Regions from separate parts of the Mus musculus genome. Here region 1 is linked to region 2. The links are chromatin contacts, called in public HiChIP or PLAC-seq maps. All regions are on one chromosome and are shown on one strand. The core of a region is the stretch at or near the end of the contact, and the rest is flanking DNA. Distances in the headings are between cores, read along the strand shown.

Region 1 (4,885 bases), core at 603-3,102, 91 kb before region 2:
ATCAGAGGAGGACCAGAAAGAGGAGAGAAAAAGACAACCCAGTTGTTTCCCCGCCCCCCCCCCATCTCCATGCTCCCTCACACACCCACACACTGACTGCATAGGGTGCTCTGTGGCTCCTCACCCCACTTCCCATCTCTTCAAGATCAAAATCATAATTGTAATGATAATTAGTACTAAAGTGCTCCTTCTGACTGAGCTGCAGTCCTGCAAACCTGGGCTACCGCGAGTTATTAGAACCATCTAAACATGGCGACCCTGGTTTGTGCTTAGCAACTTGCCAAGCACTTTCCCTTCACAAGGCTCTGTTATAAGTATCCAAGGATCGCTTGGTTAATTTCCCCCTTACTCATCCCATGAAGGATGTACTGTGACTTTCATCCCCATTTTACAGATTAGGAAATTGAGGTACAGATAGAGATGAAGTTACTTCCCAAGCCAGACAGAGACTGAGCAAGGATTTGAACCCAGACAGGCTGGCTCCAGCAGCCGAGCTCTTATCTTAACCACTAATGACAAGCCTCAGCTGATGCTCAGGCTGCGATTACCCGGCTCCAGCTGCACCGCCCAGCGTTCGCACACGCGCAGTAGCTCAGGTGAGCTTTACAAGTACTGCGACCATTGCGTTTACAAAGGGCACAGCAAAACACAGAAAGGCCGAGCCACTTGCCCAATCACACAGCCACAAAGGACAAATTTGAACCCACACAATGTAGCCCTACAGCGTGTGATCCTTGCGCTGAGCTGCAGACCTGGGCTACCTTGAATTATTAGAACCATCTGAGTGTGACGACCGTGGCTTATGAATTTGACAAGGACTTAATAGCCAGTGAGCCCTCTTCTAAATATTTTTATGATATTTAATGATATTTCATATGCAACTCAGATGGTGTGCCTGCTTACCATTCACCAAGCAGCTCATAAGCCGGATGTGATGGTGCACGCCTCTAATCCTAGCACTCCGGAAGCTGAGATAGAAAGATCCTATCAAGGTCATCCTTGGCTACAAGTTCCAGGCCAGCCTGAGAGCTAGCTCTCAGGTCTCAAAAAATAAAATCTTAACGCAGGAGCGTGTAGGGAACTGTGGGCTGGCGTGTGCAAGACCCTGCGTTTTATCCCTGGCTCTGTGGAAAGAGATCATGTTCCAAGTTCGTTGTAGGAAGTACTGGGAGGTTCCAGAAGAAAGGCAAGTAACCCTGGAGACCGCAGAGGACAACAGTAGCCTCTATCTTTCCAGCCAGTGTTACAAACTGTCTCCGACTCTTTACTGTGCAAAGGCTTTTCTTTCTCTTCGGCAGTAAATAGGTCATGTTCTCTACTGCAAACACTGAGTTTCCAGAGTCGATGATGCCCTAGAGTGACCCTATAAATGGACTCCTCCCAGGCATATATCCTCACTTTCACCCCAAACCCACTCATCCTTTACAGCCCACCCCCTTCTACCTCCTGGGATCTTTGAACAGCCCTTCTTCCTCCCAGGGGGCTTCTCTACCTCTGCCAAGACCTGCCAAGAGTTTGACCCATCCCTCTTGGCTTCCATTCTCCACACCCCTGTCTCCAAGTCAGTCTGTGCCCTTCTCCAGCCCTCCACCCTGGGCTCTATTTCCACAGGAAGCCAACAGCGCGCGGGACTTTCTGTGATGTTTGTGCAAGTGCGTAGATGACCTAGATGACCGCGATACAATGAGGGGAGGGGGTTGGAGGCTGTGGCCTGGGAGTGCCTCCCAAGGACACAGGTGCATTTAGAGCAGGGACCTTTCGGGCTGTAGGATGCTTTTTACCAGACAGAACAGTCCCCTGGTATAATTTCAGGCTAGCAGGCAGGGCCCCAGAGAGCTATTTTAGTGAGAGGCACTCTTTTGATGTGCCTTAAACAGCTCCAGGGAGCTAATCCCGCCCCAGGGTGGGGCAGCCTGGGCGCCTGGGCCCATTAGGACGGAATGAAAGGCTTTTGAAGGTGGTGGCTCAAGACAGGTGGTCTTTTGGTTCCAGCCACAGTGTCTCTGTCAGGATGGGTGAGTTCTGGAGTGAGAGATGTATAGACAGCCCTGCCAGATGGAGAAGTCTGGGTGGAGGAAACTCAGGGACAGGAGACTTCTCCCAGATCTGATCATCGTAGTGAGTACCATGCTATGCCAGCCTCCCCACAGGTTTTGTAAAGGATCAGGTGAGATAAAGCATAGCCCAGAGCCAACCCCCAAAGGCAGGCAAGTGTGCTTAAGCCTTCTTTTCTGTTTTCTTTTTGACAGCACATCCCTGTATCTGTGAGCCACGTGTGACTCCCCTCTAGTCAAAGGGGTCAAAGGGGACAATGATTTGGTACTTTGTGTTCTCTGAGTCACTGGCACCCCTCACTCTATCCCGTACCCCTCCCCCATTCCCTGCTTCCCCACCCTCCAGCATCTCAGATTCTGTCACAGGGACCCAGCCACACCAGCCATGTGTCCATGTGAGCAATGTGTCAAATGAAGATTAATTGTCCCAGATTACCTGGGATTGCAGGGTCTTCTGGAGTTTAGGAGCTGAGTTTCAGCCCCGGGCACGCAGGCGTGGTTGTTCATGCTGGACCGACCCAGAAGTCACTGAGTATGTTGTGTATATGTTGTGTGTGTTGAGGTGCAGCTTAAGTGTGATCAGATGTCTTTGTGCACAGTGGGTCTGCTGGTACGTTTGTCTGTCTGCTGGGTTTCAGTTGCTCCGTGTAGGAAGACGTAATGTGTTTGTAAGATACATAGAGATGGGTGTGTACACTTTAGACTGCACGAGTAATGCTGTTAGATGCAGGAAATATGGAGGTCGCACCCCCTCCCCCCAATTCTCTTGGGTGGAAATAAGACAATATGCATGGTGTTCAGTGAACCATGAATTCTCTGGCAAAAACCTGAGTTGTGTTTTTCAAGTGAGTCTGATATATTGGTGTGGGGGGCAGGGAAGAGACTCTTGGTGTGTGATTGGTATAAAGCTGTTACTGGCTGTGGTGATGAGTTCTTTGTCTGATGGGGGGTGTTGCTGAGACCTGTAGCTGGTGTGTGTTTGGCACATGCTCTGTGCAGTAGCCCGTGTGGGCTTGGTTGGGGGTGGGAGCATGAGGCGTGTGATTTATGTCCCTAGTGCAGAAAGAAGTGTTGGTGGTGTCCGTGTGATGCGGCACATCCTCTGTGCGAGATGCAAGGGGAAGGTAGGAAAGGATATTTGGCACAGGTGACTGTGCCCCATGGTCGACGGGCGGGGCACTCCACTTTTTTTTTTTAAAGATTTATTTATTTATTATATGTAAATACACTGTAGCTGTCTTCAGACACACCAGAAGAGGGAGTCAGATCTTGTTACGGATGGTTGTGAGCCACCATGTGGTTGCTGGGATTTGAACTCTGGACCTTCGGAAGAGCAGTCGGGTGCTCTTACCCACTGAGCCATCTCACCAGCCCCTTGTTCTCCTTTTGATAAAGCCACATTGATCACTCCACCGAGTGGCTGAGAAGTCCCCTCTCATTGCCCAGAAGACTCTCAAACGTCCACTCATGGATACTCACCTAGAGATGCCTACCTGGGTCCCCCATGCCCACACTGGAAACAGGCACGTTTTAGGAAATTTCAAGTCTGAGAGTCCCAAACATGTCCAAAGTGTAGGCTTTTTTAACCCTAAGAGGCCTTTCCTTTCAGGGAAAAGGAAGCAAGGTTTATACTGCAACAAACAAACAAATAAACAAACAAACCGAGGCTGGAGGGAAGGGGAATTCCATGAAGCTATTGGGATGGGACACCTCCCAGAAGCTGTGAGAATTAAAACAGTAGTTCTCCACTTTCCTAATGCTTCGACCCTTTAACACAGTTCCTCACGTTGAGGTGACCCCAACCATACAATTATTTTTCTTGCTACTTCATAACTATAATTTTGCTGCTGTTATGAATCATAATATAAATATCCACTGTCCAGGATATCTGATATTCGACCCTTATGAAAGGGGGTCATGACCTACAGGTTGAGAAATGCTGGGTTAAGTGGCCAGCGTAGTCCTTACTTCCCTTGCGGCTGCGGTAAAATCCCTGACGCAGGCAACTGCAGGGAGAAAGGAGTTCCTTTGTCTCAGCTTGAGCAGTAGGTCCCACGGGCAGTGGGCGTCAGAGAGAGCTGGCTACGTGGTTTACAGAGAGACAAGGGAAGACCAGGGCGCAGCTTGCTTTCTCCCATTTATTCAGTCCCTGACCTCAGTACCGAGGATGGCACAGCCCACTTTAGGGTGGGTTTTCCCACATCAATGAATTTAATCTCATTTCTCACCAGTATTCCCAGAGCTTATTCCATTCCCTAAGTCGACCATTTAGATTAATTCTAATTGTCAACCTTATAGTTAATACCCACCAAAAGTCTTTAAACGGCCACCTGTAGAGGGCTTTGGTCCCCTGTAGAGGGCTGCCCCCTCCTCTCCAGCTTCTTCCCCTTACCCTCTTTCCATCATTGCATCATGGGTATTTGTTCACTTAGGTGTCTGAACAGTTGAAGCTTCCTTGGTGTAGATCAAAACTGGCCAAACACTGGTGATTTCGTAGTTTCTACCTGGTGTGGTTTTCAAATCTCTTTTGTAGTTTAGAGCACACAGGGCAGACCAACGAGACGGCTCAGTGGGTGCAGCTGCTTGCTGCCAAGCCTGAGGAGCGAGTTCTGCCCCTGGAACACACATGGAAGAGGAGAGGAAGTTGGGTTGACCTCTGACCTCCACATGTGTGGGATGACGTGCACAAGACAGCCACTCGCACAATTTAAAAAAAAAAAACAAAACACGTCTGAGGGTCCATCAATGGTCTAGAGGAGGTGGCCAACAAGTTCAGTGGCTACAGGTAAAACGGGCATGAATTATGGCAGTTCATAACTCAAGTTCACTTT
Region 2 (4,847 bases), core at 63-2,562:
GGCAGTGACCTCACCTGTCAGGCAGCTGCATTCCAGTGGAGAGGAGGGACTCAGCATTGTGACTGCCGCCTAGCTTCCCACAGTCCTCTTCCCATGGGTTCCCCCTCCCCCATGTTAGTGGGGGAACCTTGTTTAAATCTCCCAAAATATTTACATTTTACTCAACCTTTCATTCTAAGGCAGCAGTTCACCCTGTGTGGAAGTGCCATTTCCCTCTAGACAGATGCTTCACAGACACAGACACGTGAGCAAACGTAAAAGCCAAGTGGATTCCCCCTGGGTCCAAAATACTGTCCTAAACAAATATACTTTGTAACTGTGGAAAAATTCTCACTTCTCCAAAGAGGAAAATGAAATTAAAAGCTAGTGCTTAGGTGGGAGATAGGTTTTCTCTGAGTGTGACTTTCTTGCCTTTACACATTAGAGATTTGTTGCTGATTGCTCCCATGTTAACACTGTACATGACTTTATGGGGCACAGCACAGTTGGGTGTAGTTGGTTTATATTGGCAGATAATGAAGATGTATCTGAAAACTGGTTCTTACTCATATTTTACGTGTGTGTGTGTGTCTATGTGTGTTTGTGTGTGTGTACATGCATTCTGTGTGTATGGTGGTGGCTTTGTATCTTTCTGCTTCCAGGGGACATGATGACTTTATTGATGAAAAAAGATACTCTGACAGAAGAGGAGACTCAGTTTTATATAGCAGAGACAGTATTAGCCATAGACTCCATTCACCAGCTGGGATTCATCCACAGAGATATCAAGCCAGACAACCTTCTCTTGGACAGCAAGGTATGTGGGCACACAGCACCCTGCCCAGCGTGTCTGCTCGGCTGGGCAGTGCTGTCTTGGAGTGATCTTTTGTATGTTTTTGTTCATTTTACAGGTAAGTTTGCCATCACATCCTGTCTCTGAACTATGATTCTGTAATTTAATCTAATGTCCTTTAAAAAAAAGCAGGCACGATTTGAATCCCAGCTTTCAGTAGGTAAAGCCAAGCTGGTCTACACAGGGAGATCTGTGGCAGACAGGGCTACATAAGTGAGACTCTGTCTCAAGAAAGTTAAGCAGGGCATAGTATGGCAAAGCATGCTGGTGCTTCCACCACTTGGGAGGCAGAGTGGGGAGGCTAGGAATTCCTAGTCCAGCTTGAGTTACAAGGAGACCTCGTGTGCACACAACACAAATGCAACCAAGTCAGTTTTGTAATATGGCAGAGACAGTCAGTCATCTTCCCTGAGCTGAGTATCTAGCAGCCTTCCTCTACTGACGCACCAGGAGGAAGACAGCAGCAGCAAAAGCCTGCCACAAAGTCCACCACAAAGCAGGGTGTCACATGCACCAAGCTCCCAGAGGAGCCCCCAGCCTCTGCAGCCTATATTGCTTTCCCTCAGTGATACAAGAAGAGTCTGTGCTGCTGGCTGCACTTTGTGTCCACTGGTTTCACTAGGGAGAAAACAGGTGTTATTAGTATTTTCAATAAATCCCGGGGCGGGGTTACTACCTCCCTCAATGGTTTGTCCCTCTCCAGCAGACTGATTTGGGGATCCATTAGCATAAGATTACAAGCAGCTGCAATGGGTGTGGTGCTGCTTCCAAGTTTTCAGCTCTAGAATTCTAGAATGTTTTACTTGTAAATCAGAATGTTTTGTTTGTAATGAAAGCGTCCTATTCCTGGTGTGATGATCTTTCCCGCTGCAGCCTGCCTGCCTGCCTGCCTGCCTGTCTTCTTCCTTTCCTTCTCTCCTCTCCTCTCCTCTCCTCTCCTCTCCCTCTCCCTCTCCCTCTCCCTCTCCCTCTCCCTCTCCCTCTCCCTCTCCCTCTCCCTCTCCCTCTCCCTCTCCCTCTCCCTCTCCCTCTCCCTCTCCCTCTCCCTCTCCCTCTCCCTCTCCCTCTCCCTCTCCCTCTCCCTCTCCCTCTCCCTCTCCCTCTCCCTCTCCCTCTCCCTCTCCCTCTCCCCTCTCCCCTCTCCCCTCTCCCCTCTCCCCTCTCCCCTCTCCCCTCTCCCCTCTCCCCTCTCCCCTCTCCCCTCTCCCCTCTCCCCTCTCCCCTCTCCCCTCTCCCCTCTCCCCTCTCCCCTCTCCCCTCTCCCCTCTCCCCTCTCCCTCTCCCTCTCCCTCTCCCTCTCCCTCTCCCTCCCCTCTCCTCTTCCTTTACTTTAGAGACAGGGTTTCTCTGTGTAGCCTGGGTCTCCTGGAACTCACTCTGTAGACCAGACTTCCAAAAGAGATCTGCCTGCCTCTGCCTTCTGAGTGCTGGGATCAAAGGTGTACACCACTGTTTCTTTTGGTAATCTTCTAGGTGTCTTTGGAAGGCCCAGGATTCTTGTCTTTCTGTGGAAACTTTACTTGCTGTGCCATGAGGGCAGGAGGCTGGTCAGATAATATTTTGTGTCAGCAGTTCTGTTCTGTAAGGATGCATATAAAGAGCCAGGCATGAAGGAAGGCGCACAGAGGTGATGTCAGCACTGAGGAGGGGGGCGGGGGGACCATGGGGCTAGTGCCCAGCCTGCCTAGCCTAAACAGGCAAGTTCCAGGCCACTGAACGAAGAGAAAAACGAAGAGGGAGACAAGCCAAAGAATTGGCTACATATGGTTCCCTTTTGTACAGATATGAAAATGTCAATCTGAAGCCCATCGTTTTGCATAAGTAATATATGCTAATAAAAAAGAATAGTCTCGGGCTGGCCAGATGGCGCAGTGGTTAAGAGCGCCGACTACTCTTCTGAAGGTCCCGAGTTCAAATCCCAGCAACCACATGGTGGCTCACAAACATCCGTAACAAAAAAATCTGATGCCCTCTTCTGGAGTGTCTGAAGACAGCTACAGTGTACTTACATATAATAAATAAATAAATCTTGAAAGGAAAAAAAAAAGAATAGTCTCATATAGTAAAAAATTAGAACAAGACACAGTTATAAGGAAGAAATGTTTGTTTGGTTTTTTTTTGTTTGTTTGTTTGTTTGTTTGGCTTGGGTGTTTTGTTTTTTTTTTCTTGTTTTTTTTGTTTTGTTTTGTTTTGAGACAGGGTTTCAAGACGTGGGCCACCACTGTCTGACACAAAGAAGAAATGTAATGTGCGGTCTCATAACTGAAACATGACCAGTGAGTGATTTCTGGTTGGGATTTTTTTGTTTTTGAGATAGGTCTCACTATGTAGACCAGGCTGGCCTAAATCAACCTACTTCTGTCTCCAGTGCTAGAATTAAAGGTATGGGCTACCATGTCTGGCTTCAATATTTAATTGGTTTCTCTAGGTAGCCCTGGCTGAAATGGAACTCTCTGTAGACCAGGCTGGCCTCAAACTCAGATCTCCTTGCTTCTGCCTCCCAAGTGCTGGGATTAAAGACATGGGCCACACACTTCGCTGGAAATCTGTTTAAATTTGTTGCTGTGTGTTTTTCCTTGTAGTAAGCTGGGTAGGAGAAGTCTGTTGGCGGAGGTGTAATGGGTGCTGGAAGGTAACAATGTCTGCCTGTCCAGGAGTCCACACATCCCTTGTTTCCCCTTCCCCCACAGGGCCATGTGAAACTTTCCGACTTTGGCCTTTGCACAGGCCTGAAAAAAGCACACAGGACAGAATTTTATAGGAACCTGAACCACAGCCTGCCCAGTGATTTCAGTAAGTTTGAACAGTGATGTTAGCTGCCCCAGTCCTTAACCTGGTGGGTGAGTGAGTTCCCTGGTGACCAAACTATTTAGGAAACCTGAGAGCGTCTCCCAGCAGTGTACAGAAGAGATCCAGCACTTTTCTGTATTGCCCATGCTGTCTGACTAGGCGAGATGAGCGCTTCCAACTGTGCTAATGCAGAAGTTGAGGACAGAACTCTGCTAGGAAGATGCTGGAGTGACCATGGCATAAGCAGCAAGGATGACAGGATGAAAGCGCTCAGAACAGCTCCAGAATAGTTTGGTTGCAAGCATTGTCTTTCTACTTGAGCAGTATCAGAACACAGGAAAGCATACTAAGTCACAGTTGAGGCTTGAGGAGATGGCTCAGTGGGTAAAGCTCTTGCCCTGCAAGCATGAAGACCCGGGCTTGATTCCTAGGATGCATATAAAGAGCCAGGCGTGAAGGAAGGCCCATGGCAATGATCTCAGGACTGAGGAGGGGGACGGGGAACCCTGGGGCTAGTGCCCAGCCCGCCTAGCCTAAATCCTCAAGATCCAGGCCACTGAAGGAAGAGAAAAACGAAGAAAGGTGGCTGGCGCCTGAGAAATGCTACGTGAGCTCTTGCCCCACACATGGTTATGCACCTGTGTGCACACACCTGCGTGTGCACCTGCACAGACATGAACACAGGAACCTCACTTCATCCTAGAAAACCCACAGTGCACCTAAGTCTGGAGTCCACTTCTGCTCTTAGATCTTTGAGCAACTTTAGGAACTGTGAGTGTCATCATCTCTATGCTGGATCAGGCCCATCCACACAGATTCAGGTGTGGATTTTCTGGAGTGCCACAAACTAGGTTTGGATAAGTGTGAAAAGGGAACATAGAGACGGGGTGAGGGAGAATAGAAAGGATGTGGTTGTAGCTCGGTAGCAGGCTGCTTGCCTTGCATGCAGAAGGCCCTGCTGCCTTCACCAGTACCATTACCAAAACCCAAAACCAAACAAGGCCCATAAATCAATGTCCAGTTGAGAAACATTTGCGATACCTTCTCTACAGTTTTTTTTTTTTAGACTTATTTATTTATTATATGCAAGTACACTGTAGCTGTCTTCAGACACTCCAGAAGAGGGAGTCAGATCTTGTTACAGATGGTTGTGAGCCACCATGTGGTTGCTGGGATTTGAACTCCGGACCTTTGGAAGAGCAGTCGGGTGCTCTTACCCACTGAG

Evidence for each region. HiChIP or PLAC-seq counts read pairs in DNA pulled down with a chosen protein or histone mark.
Region 1: an H3K27ac HiChIP or PLAC-seq map of embryonic stem cells shows a contact between it and region 2, with 5 read pairs. The contact joins two enhancer-like sites. A contact is called at or near these places in 1 of 484 Hi-C or Micro-C datasets (nephron progenitors), 1 of 115 datasets of contacts at active chromatin or transcription factors (embryonic stem cells) and 3 of 9 other capture datasets (adipose tissue, liver and pancreatic islet).

What each region holds. Positions count from the first base shown.
Region 1 is chr17:29,069,953-29,074,837 of GRCm38.p6, reverse strand. The region is part of intron 1 of Trp53cor1 (tumor protein p53 pathway corepressor 1); the gene reads left to right. Among named protein-coding and RNA genes, the nearest start is that of Trp53cor1, 6.7 kb to the left of the region's middle. Within about 2 kb of position 1,852, at least 48 of the 459 cell types and tissues checked have an H3K27ac peak or open chromatin away from gene starts, as enhancers often do. A contact at or near this core is called in embryonic stem cells, where this site is marked.
Region 2 is chr17:28,977,981-28,982,827 of GRCm38.p6, reverse strand. Stk38 (serine/threonine kinase 38) reads left to right here. Exons shown (of 14, transcript NM_134115.3): 7 at 642-796; 8 at 3,523-3,625. Among named protein-coding and RNA genes, the nearest start is that of Stk38, 28 kb to the left of the region's middle. Within about 2 kb of position 1,312, at least 29 of the 459 cell types and tissues checked have an H3K27ac peak or open chromatin away from gene starts, as enhancers often do. A contact at or near this core is called in embryonic stem cells, where this site is marked.